2 separate regions of the Triticum aestivum genome follow, and region 1 is linked to region 2. Evidence: chromatin contacts called from public Hi-C data. All regions are on one chromosome and are shown on one strand. The core of a region is the stretch at or near the end of the contact, and the rest is flanking DNA. Distances in the headings are between cores, read along the strand shown. Region 1 holds the start of LOC123145311 (ADP,ATP carrier protein 1, mitochondrial-like). Region 2 holds the start of LOC123145307.

Region 1 (6,428 bases), core at 469-2,968, 440 kb after region 2:
TAGATGACGTTTGAGAAACCCCAAAGTCCATCGTACAGTAAGAAGAGAGGCGGCCGCGTATACGATTTCATCGTCCGCTATAAGTTAGCCTTCTAGTTTTTAAAATTTTGTTTTAATTAAACGGACGAAATATCATCCATCTTATGTAAATTATGTCAGAACTTTAGTGAATTCCGTCGCGTTTAATGAAATTTGTCCGAGTTATCCAAATTTGTTTTGAAATGGATGCGAGTATGGTTGGATAGCCGACTCCGCATCACTGTCGATACCATGTTTGTTTTGATGGTCAACGTTGGAGATGTCGTCAGGACTTAAAAGAAAATACATAGATATGATCGAAGGGCGGACACCGACACCATTTCTGCTTTTCTAATAGTTGGTGTGCGTATTAGCGGTCAACACCATAGATTAGCCCTAAGGATGACAATTTTATCCATGGGTACGGGTACCCGCATGGGCAGGGTATGGGCACACTTTTATACCCATGGGTAGTACCCATACCCTACCCGTTAAGTCATGGGTAGGGTACAGGTACAACCTTCTACCCGTAGGTATACCCATAGGCTGCCCGTATGTGAATTAATGTTAAGTTTTCATCAATTAATCATTAATTTGTCACGTGACTCGTCTACTCTTATTGAATTATGAGTATGTTGTGATTTCTAAATTTTGATAGGGGCCATTTACTCATCTTCCTGTTACCGAGCTGAGATAATTGATTTCTTTGTCAAATGTGCTATGAATGAGTGTAAAATTGTGAACAACTTATGTACTATTTGTTCTACCCGCTAGGTACCTAACGGGTACGGGTACCCGTCGGGTATGGGTATGGGTAAAATTTCATACCCGCGGGTACGGGTATGGGTAAAATTTTGTACCCACCTACTATACGGGTATGGATATGATATTGCTTTACCTGCCCATACCCTATCCATTGCCACCCTTAATTAGCCCCGGAAACACCGAATGAGCACGTATTTTGCAACGACGAATTCGACACCAGCCACCCCGCCCGTCACGTAAAAATGCCCTTTGAGGCGAAGAATGGACGGTCGAGACCCGCCCCAAAAGAACGTGTACATACACCGATCTAAAAGAGAGAGGGGAAAAGTATACGATTATACTTTCTTCCAGAGAGGAAAAGTAGTGCTCCACCGTATAAACAAACGATATGATTGAGCTACGCCACGGCGGTGCATCCTAGCTGACCATCCATCCATCCTTCATCCAAGGGCCCCAGAAGGGAAAAAGAAGAGGCGATATTCCAATTCTTCCCAGCCCACCCACTTGCACGTTCCGCACGCACCGCACGAGCCCATGTTCCGCATTTCCTTTCCCATTCACACACCACCCCACCCGGCCCCAACCAACCAGCCCCCGCGCCCGCCCGATCCCATCTGACCACCCCAAAGTCCAAACACGACTCTTCCGTCGATCCATTTTTTCTCCAAACAAACGGGCACACCGCACGCCAGCACTGCACGCCCCCTCCCATTCGCGGAAGCCGCTGTGCGGTGCGCGTCCGCCCGCAGCGGATCAGTAGAATGGAACGACTCGAAAGACCCGGCACGAGACGAACCTGCCCCCACCGCCGGAGACGCCGCCACCCGCGCGGCCCACCGCCGCAGATCCACCAACCCCGGACCGATCGACGGCCCAGATCCCGCACCCGCCCTACGGCGCGGGTACGCACGGGAAATGGCCGGGATCCCTCCGCACACCGCCAGCCGAGCACGCCGCGCCGTAACGGCCCCCGCGAGAACGACCCGACCCGCCCCGCTCCACGGGAGGGACGGGCGGGCGAAGATAAAGAGGCCCGCATCCCGCAAACCCTAGCCCCCTCGCATATATTCCCCCGCCCCGCAGCGCCTGGCCACCCCTCTCTCTCTCTCACCGCAAGACCGGAAGGAGCGGAGCCGCCGAGCCGGGAAGAGCCACCATCCCATCGCCTCCGTTTCCGAAGGGTGAGTTCCTCCGCGCATGGCCGCCCACCCCCCTCCTCTTCGTTCTCGGTAGTCTATTTCTGGCTTTGTGGCGAGCCGCGGCCGTCCGTGCTCGCGGCGTATATATAGATCTGCCTCCCCGTTGGTCGAGTAGATCCATTTGTGTTCGTTCCGGTTCGGTTCACCTCGGTCTGGCGCTAGTCTCGGGTCCTCGGTGATCAGATCCGTGCCTCCTTCCTCTCCGGTAAGGAGGATCTGTTGTTCGGTAACTCGCTGGTTCATTTGTTCGTCAGATCTCGTGTGTAGATGCCTGTTTTTTCCCGTCGTTTTGCACGATCCTAGTTTGTTTTCATCTGGATCGCGTTGGTGTTTTGGATCTCTGGATCCGGAAGCCGTTGTCCCCGTACGTGTAAGCTGGGGTGTGAGATAAAAGGTCTTCTTGTGCAATTAGATCCAGTCTTATTTTGTGCTATCTGATCTGTTGACCTGACGTAGAAATGGTGTTTTTTACTTGGATGTTGTGGCAATAGAAGCAGTTAATGTCTACAGATCCTGACCTGTTTGTTCGCCTTTGTTTGTTTAGATGCAAGTAGATTTCTGTTGCACATGACACGCACCAATTGAAAGCCGTGTCTTTGCTCATGATTAGGTAGATCTGTTGATGTCGTAGTGTGGGTTTTAGGCCTCATTAAGTTGTTTCTGTTAATGATGCACTTTGACTCGGTTGATCCACCTGGATTGAACCTAATTTCAGTTTAGCATTATGTGCTGATTGTGATTGCCATGTTTTTATTATCCCATTTGATTATTTTCAAGCGTCTCAACTAGGTTTTCTGTCAGCATGCAATACTACTCTGTTTATTAATTATGTTGCTAGCAGGGATTATCAGTAAATTTCTAAAATGAGTTCTTACAGATTAGGGCTAACCAAGTTGTAGAGATGGCTATGGTACAATTGTGTTATTATATATCTATATGAGATAGTACGGTTTACCTGATTTACTTTATTTCCTGGCCGTATGTTAGTTTATACACCGTTTCATTATTACATCAAGCTTGCTAACTTATACATTGGTTTGATTGTTGTTGCAGGTCAGAGATGGCGGACCGTGCTAACCACCCGTCTGTCATGCAGAAGTTTGGTGGACAGTTCCACCTTGCCTCCAGCTTCTCTGAGGGTGTTCGTGCTCGCAACATCTGCCCTTCTGTGCCATCCTATGAGAGGCGCTTCACCACAAGCAGCTACATGACTCAGAACCTTGGCATCAGTGTCCCAATGATGTCATCTTCTCCATTGTTTGCCAATGCACCCCCTGAGAAGAAAGGTGTCAAGAACTTTGCGATTGACTTCCTCATGGGAGGAGTGTCAGCTGCAGTTTCCAAGACTGCTGCAGCTCCTATTGAGCGTGTTAAGCTGCTTATCCAGAACCAGGATGAGATGATCAAGGCTGGCAGGCTCTCTGAGCCATACAAGGGTATTGGTGACTGCTTTGGGCGCACCATCAAGGATGAAGGCTTTGGCTCACTGTGGAGAGGAAACACTGCTAACGTCATCCGTTACTTCCCAACTCAGGTATCCATATGTTGTTGTTTTTGTTGTGCTTATTTTCATTAGCTTTCATGCTCACATGATGGTAATGGTGTATGTTGAATGCCTATTCTCAGTCTTTGAACTTCACATGAAATGTGGCATTTAACAATCTGGCTGTAATGTTATTTGTGATGATGCTCTTGATGGTAGTCTAATAAACATCTATCATCTGTTTGTCTTCTGTTTTTGAATGCCTAGTTTTACAGCTGATGCACTTTAGGAGATAGAATTGAATATCTCTATTGTATCCAGAAATTGTGGTTCAAATATTTCATTTCATACAGCTTATGCTAGTTTTATGTACCATTATTATTCTTTTGCTATTGTTTTCTTGTTCTAACTTGATCTAATTCATTTGTCTTTTTCCTAGGCTTTGAACTTTGCATTCAAGGATTACTTCAAGAGGATGTTCAACTTCAAGAAGGACAAGGATGGTTACTGGAAGTGGTTCGGTGGCAACCTTGCTTCTGGTGGTGCAGCTGGTGCTTCCTCGCTGTTCTTCGTGTACTCCCTTGACTATGCTAGGACAAGGCTGGCCAATGACGCAAAGGCATCCAAGGGTGGAGGTGAGAGGCAGTTCAATGGCCTGGTTGATGTCTACCGCAAGACTCTCAAGTCAGATGGTATTGCTGGGCTTTACCGTGGATTCAACATCTCCTGTGTTGGAATCATTGTCTACCGTGGTCTGTACTTTGGACTGTATGACTCTCTGAAGCCAGTTCTCCTCACTGGCACTCTCCAGGTTTGTTCTAGTACCTCGCAACATTCATTCTATTTACAAATTTCTCTAGTTTGTGTGGTGCCACTGACATTCTTGCAAACCTTTCACCTGTGTGCAGGACAACTTCTTTGCCAGCTTTGCTCTTGGTTGGTTGATCACCAACGGTGCAGGTCTTGCATCTTACCCCATTGACACCGTCCGCAGAAGGATGATGATGACCTCTGGAGAGGCTGTCAAGTACAAGAGCTCCTTGGATGCTTTCCAGCAGATCCTGGCGAAGGAGGGTGCCAAGTCCCTCTTCAAGGGTGCTGGTGCCAACATCCTCCGAGCCATTGCTGGTGCTGGTGTGCTCTCCGGCTATGATCAGCTCCAGATCCTCTTCTTCGGCAAGAAGTACGGCTCAGGCGGTGCCTAGACGGGAAGAAATGATGACGAACAAGAGAAGTCTGTTCCCAGTCCTGCCCTTCGAGGATCTGGCGAACTTTTATCTTTTTAACGTTGGAAGGCAATAATTTCTGTAGAGGGTGGATTTTCCCAACATTCGTTTTTGGTGGAGGCATCGAACTCCAGAGGTTGTCGTAGGTTGGCGGCAGCGTTCTCAAAACATTTACTATCATAGGGGTTGAGTTTGAGTCCGAGTATGTGCCCTGAATCGTTACTGGGCAATTTTCCTTAAATACATTGTCCTCGAATCCGACTGAGATTATTATGGTCCAAGTTTATTCTGTTGGTCTTGACATTCTATTTCTGTTTGCATTGTTTAGTTTGTAGAATCTGTTGCTTTGCCCTATGATTCTTGTTATACTCGTTTTGTTCGTGAGATGCCTATTATTCTCGTTAGTACTACCTCAGTTTTGAAATGTAGTGCATACAAGTCAAACCTCGCAAACTTTGATCAAATTTGTGGAGAAAAAACATTTACATTTAGATTTCATATAAATAGTAGTAAGTTTGAAAAGTTTTGACTTACAAAAACATTTGCAACACATGAGTTCTACCTTTGTATTCTTAGCTAGCAGATTATGCTTTTGATGGTTTTCTCTCTTCCTGTTTAACCTGTACATTTGAATATCTCTTACGAAAACAAGACGTGTACCATCTTTTGCTTCTCCATGCCATAAGTGATTTGAAAATGACCCATCTAAGTTAGCACCGAATTTAGGGCCATAGGGTTTGAAATCTATGGTAGTTTGATTCCCAGGATTGAATCCTATAGGATTTGTTCACAAGGCATCATCTTGAAAAAAATCATCTGTTTTTCTGTGACACGATCAAACAACATATTCAGGATTGAATCATTTGCAGAAACTCAAGCAGCCACTTCCACCTATCCTAGTATGTTTTTTTTTTTCTTGTGTTTTTACAATCCTGCAGATTAAAGAGCCCCTAGAGCATATTCAATAGACGGTCCATATGTAAAAATAACCAACTTTTAAAGCTTCGAGAGCAAAAAACGCTACTCCAACAGATGGTTTATATGTAAAAAGAACTACATCACCGCCTTCTGGAGATGTAAAATACAACACTTCGTGATGCAAATTTGCATTCACGAGATACATCTGATGTAAAACCGCAGCTGCCCGCGAAACCAACTCTAGTTCATTTCATTTCCCCGCCCACCCACGACCCGCCCGTCCGCCGCCGCAGCCGGTGGGCTGACCCATGTCATCGCCGCAGCCGGTGGGCTGACCCATGTCGTCGCCGCAGCGGCGAACTCGCCCTCCGCGACCGCGTCCATGCCGATGCCCCTCGCCCGTCGGCCTGGATTCGCGCCGCCCCGGCCGGTCGCCATCGCGCCGGTGGTTCCTACGAAGGCATGAGGCGGAGGCAAATGGTCGGCGAATCGTGGCCGAAAGTGCGGCTTGGCCGGCCAAAATCTCGAAGGCAGCCGCGGTGGCTCGGGCCGACGATTTGTAGCCACGGCCGGCGGCGTCCTCCAGCAGCCAAGGAGCCGTTCCTCGACCTCCGCCGTCGCCACCGCCGGCCGTGGAGGAAGATGTGGCCACGCCGACGACCACCACCTCCAACATGTTCGATGATATGTCGCAAAGGTAAAAAATTCTTTTGTGCTCTCGTTTGTTGTTTCAAATTGAATGTGATGTTGAATGTTTGTACGTCCAATTGTAGTCTTGATGATGAAGCTTTCATGCACGCGACAAATGTGGGAAATGAT
Region 2 (6,832 bases), core at 214-2,713:
CATTGCCTAGGGCAGAAGCGAGGCGGTAAGCCATCACTCAGCGCCTAAGCGTCGCTTAAAAACGATTTCCCAAACATTGCTTTGAACTTATGGCACAAATACATAACAAAAAACTAAACGATTGACAACTGCAGACATAGCTCACTGCATCTATCAAGTGTGCACGTCAGGTAACATCATCTCAAGGTACATGAACCACACAAACCAACCCCTACATTGTAAAATTATCCCATCTACTCCCTCCTTCCATCTATATAGGGCCTAATGCGTTTTTCAAGGCTAACTTTGACCAAATGTTAGAGCAATAATATATGACATGCAACTTACACAAAGCATATCGTCAAATTCGTATGTGAAAGGAGCTCCCAATAATATAATTATCACATGATACATCTCACGTACTATTAATCTTATCAATAGTCAAAGACGGTCTTGAAAAACACATTAGGCCCTATATAGATGGAAGGAGGGAGTAGGACTGCATGGTGCCCATCCACATCTGCTTCCCCTTGCACTTCACCCAACATGTACAACCAGTACAAGAAAAGCCAGACCAAATGGACACAATCAATTATCCATCATCAAACACAAGCAGCCACTACATGAACACAATCTGAAACCTATGGCAATTATTCATCACCAATTTCAAATAAAACAACCATTCTATTTTATCAAAAGAAGTAAATAAAACAAAGTGTGCAATCAAGCAAAATCAAACTAATTTATACTATGGTCTAGGCAAATTCCAAAGAAAAGCATGGCATTCTGTCGATTTTTGCGAGAGCCAAACAAAACAAAAATCTCCTCTACTCCCCGTGTGTCAAACAGAGTAAACATAAACAAAAAAGAATCCATCTCCTCTACTCACACTAAACGGAGACCACTCTTCCAAACAGAGGGATTGCATCAGTATATGTGCATGTTCAGTTTGGCGCATCTATAATACAACTGAACCAGCCATCCCTCTTTAAATAAATAAACAATATAAACGATGTGCGATCTACAATCCAACTGAACCAGCCATCCATCAACAGCAATTCATACAAATACGTATACAAAGGAAAAGGAAATAAGAGCATGGCAGGGTATTCTAGAAAAAATAAGAGCATGGAAGGGGAGGGATGGAAGGAGTAGGAGGGAGGAGTAAGGAGAGGTGGTTACCTAGTGACTAGGCGCAGCTCCGGACGGCCGGCGCTAGACGAATACCCGCCGGGGCGGATGGAGGTTCGCGCGAGGGGGGGCGGAGCAGGAGGAACGGCCTGCACGAGGCCTGGAGGGGCGCGGGGGGGAGGGGAAGGGGTGGCAGGGCGGCAGAGACCCCGGCCGGATGGCGTGTCAGGCTTCGGCGGCGACGCGCAACTACAACGCGGCAGCCGATTGAAGCCCGGAGCACGAGATTAGGTCAGGAGAGGAGAGGGGGAGGAAGAGATATGGGATGCGTCCGGATCCCCGAGAATTTGCGAAACGGTGAATTTTGCAAAATTTTAAGAGGAACAACAACCGGACACCGCAAATCATCCTTGTGCGTTCATACGGACTGTCCGGTCACTGTTGGTCATGAAATTGCCACCTACTACCTTCGTCCGCGAAAAAGTGTACTTCTACCTTTTGTCTTAAGTCAGGACTATAAAAATTTGACCAACTTTACAGAAAAGTGTACTAGCATATATAAAATCAAATTGGTAAATTATGAAAGTACATGTTAAAAAGAATCTAGTAATATTATTTTAGTTCCATAAATGCTGCTATTTTTCAAACTTTGACTTAGGACAAAGGCTAGATGTACACTTATTCGTGGACAGAGGGAGTAAGAGTATCTCTAGCAGACCACGCATCCGGCCGGCCAGCAAAACACGTTTGCAGTTCACGGAAAACGGCCTTTGCGGGCTGGCTCGGACGGCCGCAGATGCAGACCCCCAAACAGACCCGTATAAAAGGATATTCGTGGAATATACTTTTTTATGGGTCGGCTTTTTGCGGGGTCTGCTCGGGCACCGCCGCGTCGACCCGCAAACCGAAGACGACCAATTCTCGAATTTGACATAGGTTCTCACAAATAAGTTCAAATTCAAACAACATAACATAGTTTACGCGTAAATAAAAGCTTCAGTTTAGTAGGACAAACGCAAAAGAGGGTCCTGCAAAAGTGACAATCACGTTCGGCATCATCTTGGTCGATCTTCACTCCACGCCATCGAGTCCATCTTGAAGTTCATCGCCACCACCGAATCCACCTCCGGCGCTTGTTCCAACTCCCGCACCAAAATCATCAACATTGCCACCATATGGAGCAGAGAAAACATCTCCGCCACGGTAACACGCACTGGCCGACGCAACCATTCTCCTCTTCAAGATTTCTCTCCTTGCCATATCATGCCATTCTGTAGTGAGGTCGTCCATGTCATTGCGGTTCATTGTCATGATCTTGTTCTCTTCGGCGAGCAACTTGGACATGGCTTTGTTTTCAGCGGCACGAGCTCTTCTCTCCTCAATGGCCGCTTTGCGCAGCCCCTCTTCCTTGAGCAATTGTCACTTTTCTTGCTTCTCCTTTGCCTTCTTCTCGGCCAACTCTTTCTTGATCTCCAACGACTTCAACAACATCACCTCATTTGATTGCACCATGGCATCAATCTTCTCCCTCAAGCTCGATGCTTCGTGCTTTCTCTTCATCTTCTCCTTAGTCTTCTTGTCGCCATCGGGCTTGTTCAAATTTCTTGGGCCATCATCATCCTCATCTTCATCCATGTTTGTAAGTGAACCTCTCTTCAGTGGGGATTCTTTGTCGATCAACTTCCACTTCTCGCACTTTTTGAGCAAGTCCCAACAATGCTCTAGTTTGAAGAATTTGCCTTCCAAAGCTTCCATGTCTTTGTATCTATGTTGGGCAATTTTGTCCTACACAATTTGAACAAAGTGAAATGATGCAATCATTTCATATGATACAATATGCTTATGCACAACTTGAACAAAGGCAAAACAAACTCACATAGTCGGATTCCACAGTTCCACTTGGAGGTGCATTGCGTACTTACTCCAAGCAAGCTGCCCAACGGCTGCACATAGGCTTGATCACATCCCAACGCCCTTGAAGCGACCGAAATGTGCATGGAGTCCTATTGGGGTACTTTGCCATCATGCGGAAGTATTGATCTTCGATCCTTTGCCAATACCTCTTGGCAGTTTGAGAAGTACCCGTGCATGCATCAAGAGACACCGCACTCCATGCCTTGATCAGAATTTGATCTTCCAAGATCGTGTAGTTCTTCGATCTTTGGCTTTTCCCAGTTTTTGCTTGTGATTGCTCATACGCTACCTCATCGATCTCCTCCAATTCTTCCTCACCACCATGATCATCCACGCCGCCCTCCGTTTCATTATAGTCGAATGCGGCGAGCGGGGCTTGACCGATGTCAACGGCGTTGGTGTCCAACAAGTTCACGAACTCGGCAGTTGCATTGTTCGAACCACCGCTATAGTGAACGACAACAAGTCACGAGCTATCGCAAATGGCGAAATGCAAAGAAATTGCCATGACCGAAGATGCATACCTTCCGGCCATTTCGTCAAACACCTCGCTTGCGGTGGGAGCAGCACCGTTGAGCGGCATCGCCGGGGAACCTCTTTCCGGGGCGGAGGGAGTGGATGAAGGAGGCGGCTTCTTTGTAGCCGGAATCCTCTTCCTCTTTACCCCGGCGGCCTTGACGACCTTTTCCGCCGCTAGCCGGGATCGCGCAGCCGCGTTGGCGCTCGGAGCGCGGGCCTTCGTGGCGGGGGCAGCCGGATTCCCGCCCTGCACGACCACGTTGCCCTGCCGCTTGCGGGCAAGCGCGGCGGTGCCTTGGGCGACGGCGGGGCCAACATGGCTGGCGACGAGATCCGCCCAAGGGGATTGAGCGTGCGCGACCTCGACAGTGACGGGGGACAGCAGGGAGTCATCCATGGTGGCGAAGGACGGCCGAGGAAGATGCACCGGAGCGTCAGGCGGCGGGGCAATGGTGGCGGAGGGTGGGGGGAGCGGGAACGGCCGCACGGAAATGTCCCTCCCGCCAAATCTCGCTGCGGAAAGGGGCTGAGCTCGGGTTGTCGGTGTCAAAACCGGCAGATCTCGGGTAGGGGTTCCCGAACTGTGCGTCTAAGGTCGATGGTAACAGGAGACAGGGGACACGATGTTTACCCAGGTTCGGGCCCTCTCTATGGAGGTAATACCCTACTTCCTGCTTGATTGATCTTGATGAATATGAGTATTACAAGAGTTGATCTACCACGAGATCGTAATGGCTAAAACCCTAGAGGCCTAGCATGTATGACTATGGTAATGAATATCTCTCCTCTCCGGACTAAGTCCTCCGGTTTATATAGACACCGGGAGGATCTAGGGTCACACAAGGTCGGTTACAAAGAAGGGAATCTACATATTTGGTCGACAAGCTTGCCTTCCACGCCAAGGAGAGTCCCATCCGGACACGGGTGCAGTCTTTGGTCTTCGTATCTTCACAGTCCATTAGTCCGGCCCATGGCTAACAGGCCGGACGCCCGAGGACCCCTTAGTCCAGGACTCCCTCAGTAGCCCCTAAACCTGGCTTCAATGACAAGGTATCCGGTGCGTAGATCTGTCTTCGGCATTGCAAGGCAGGTTCCTCCTTCCGAACTCCAAGGTAGTCTTCGGACGTATTGAACGTGTCCGGACCTATAACACACACACCACACACCACCGCAGAGAGAATACAATATTCCACGAATCCAATCCGCTGACAACCTTTGGTAACATGACATCACGTCTGCCCGGTCATAATTTCGAACCGTTTTTCGTCTGCCACTCCACGTTCCGAGACGCGGTTTGCCATTGGCACGTCTTGTCAAAGCATAAATCGTGTCCCCTTATTGCAGGATTCTCATCAATAGGGGGCGTGGGTAACCCAACTGTGCCGTTTACACAATCCTTGGGAATGGGCGAGTTTTAAGGCGAGTGGGGAGGCGTTCAATATTCACGGACTTTATAAGGAGATAAGGACTCCCCTCCTTCACCCACGCCTTCTCTTTCTCTCTATCCTTCCATTCTCGAGCTCCAGCGCCCAGGTTCCCATCTTCTCCATCTCTAGGAAGCACTCAATCATGTCCAGATCCGGAGGCCAAGGCAAGTGGATGGTCTCCTCCGTCAAGGAGAAGGACATCACCCAGCTCCGGGCGGCGGGGTACCTGGCGAAAGGAATCGCCCACCGTCTGCCCACCAAGGGGCAAGTCATCCCCACCCAAAGCCTACTGAGAGGGTAGTTTTCCTCCCTCACTTCATCCGCGGATTGGGGTTTCCACTTCACCCCTTCGTCCGCGGACTGATGTACTATTACGGGATAGACTTCCATGATCTATCCCCGAACTCCTTCCTCAACATCTCGGCGTTCATCGTCGTGTGTGAGGCCTTCCTCTGCATCCAACCCCACTTCGGGTTGTGGCTCAAAGTCTTCAACATGAAGCCGAAGGTGGTGGATGGCCAGCACGTGGAATGCGGAGGAGCCATGGTGAGTAAGCTTACCAATGTCTCCTGGCCGAAAGGCACTTTCGTGGAGACTGTCAAGGAATGGCAGAAACAATGGTTCTACATTACAGAACCCCGCGACACAAACTGGGCCGCGGCTGCCGAATTTAACTCTGGCGCTCCCATGCGACTCACCTCCTGGGTCGAGAAGAGCCTGAACTGGTGTTCGCCAGATGAGCTGATAGCACTGCAGATGCGCGTACAAAGCATGGTGGACAAGGACGTCAAGCTCGTCGACGTGATCCAAGTGATGCTGGTTCGCCGGATCCTCCCCTGCCAAAGCCGAAAACACCCCCTTTGGGAGTTCAATCCGAAGAGGCACCAAACCCTGGAGAGGCTCTTCGAAACAACTCACGAAGATGCCTGGAAGTTGCTCTTCAAGGGCAATGAGATACCGCCAGCCACGGATTCGGACCGTCGGCACGACATCAACCATCCCACCAGCGAGGTAAGTGAACTTTTACTGTCATTGCTTCTTCAGGAATGGATGGAGAGGGCGAAGCAGATCCAGTGTCCGGCTCCGCTGCCTGAAGAACCAGTCATTCCGCGTTTAGCGAAGATGCTGGTGCCAGCGCCCTATACGACGCTGGCAAAGAAGGCCACGGGGAAGGCCAAGGGGGTCCGGAGTGGCCCCCGCCGCAAGGGCGCTTCGGACGCGATGTCCGAAGACAAGACCCGTTCCTCCGTCGCCGAAGACGATGACGATGAGGAGGAGGAGGAGAGCGACTCTCCCCCTGATGGGGGGAGAAAGAAGAGGGCGGCCTCTACAATTCTGGAGGCGGAGGCGCCCAAGAAGGGGAAAGGCCCGCTCGCGGGCAGCTTCGCATGGGACGTCGACAGCAGTCCGGAGCGACGCCCCCGCACTAAGCCTCGGGCCGCATCGTAAGTGCTAAGACTCGTACATGCCCATAAATCTAACCTCTCCACTCTGTCATATTGACATGATTGATTATGCTATTGCAGTCCGGCCCAGGACAACTCCCAGCGATCCTCATCAAGAGGCTCGTTGGACTCAAAGGAGATGGCCAGCAAGACACCGCCGGCCACTTACTCTCCCAAGGCCAAGGGAAACGACAAGGTGCTCTCCCAACGGACCTTCCCAGGCCAGGGGGTGGTTCAGGAGGCCGTCAAGGCGGCACCAGAGGGCGATACCTCGGCCGCCGGATACATGGGGGAGCAAGCCCCAATGGAGACTGACGATGGGGGTCGAGCTTAATTCGGCCCCCATATGAGCACGGATCCGGAGACCCATACGGCCCCGAAATCCGACAAGCAGCTTCGTTCAAGAGAAGGAGGCGT

The links. Hi-C and Micro-C count contacts between places; a contact is called where the count stands out from the background.
Region 1: a Hi-C map of leaf shows a contact between it and region 2, with 3 times the contacts expected there. The contact joins the promoter of LOC123145311 here to the promoter of LOC123145307 in region 2. A contact is called at or near these places in 3 of 5 Hi-C or Micro-C datasets (all in leaf).

Annotation. Positions count from the first base shown.
Region 1 is chr6D:392,720,264-392,726,691 of IWGSC CS RefSeq v2.1, forward strand. It overlaps LOC123145311 (ADP,ATP carrier protein 1, mitochondrial-like), which reads left to right and starts at 1,719. Exons shown (of 4, transcript XM_044564688.1): 1 at 1,719-1,964; 2 at 3,036-3,516; 3 at 3,905-4,276; 4 at 4,374-4,994. The coding sequence starts at 3,043. The coding sequence ends at 4,670. LOC123145308 (threonine--tRNA ligase, chloroplastic/mitochondrial 2) reads left to right here and starts at 6,284. Exons shown (of 18, transcript XM_044564686.1): 1 at 6,284-6,306; 2 at 6,383-6,428. The coding sequence starts at 6,284.
Region 2 is chr6D:392,281,344-392,288,175 of IWGSC CS RefSeq v2.1, forward strand. It overlaps LOC123145307, which reads right to left and starts at 1,464. Exons shown (of 8, transcript XM_044564685.1): 1 at 1,162-1,464.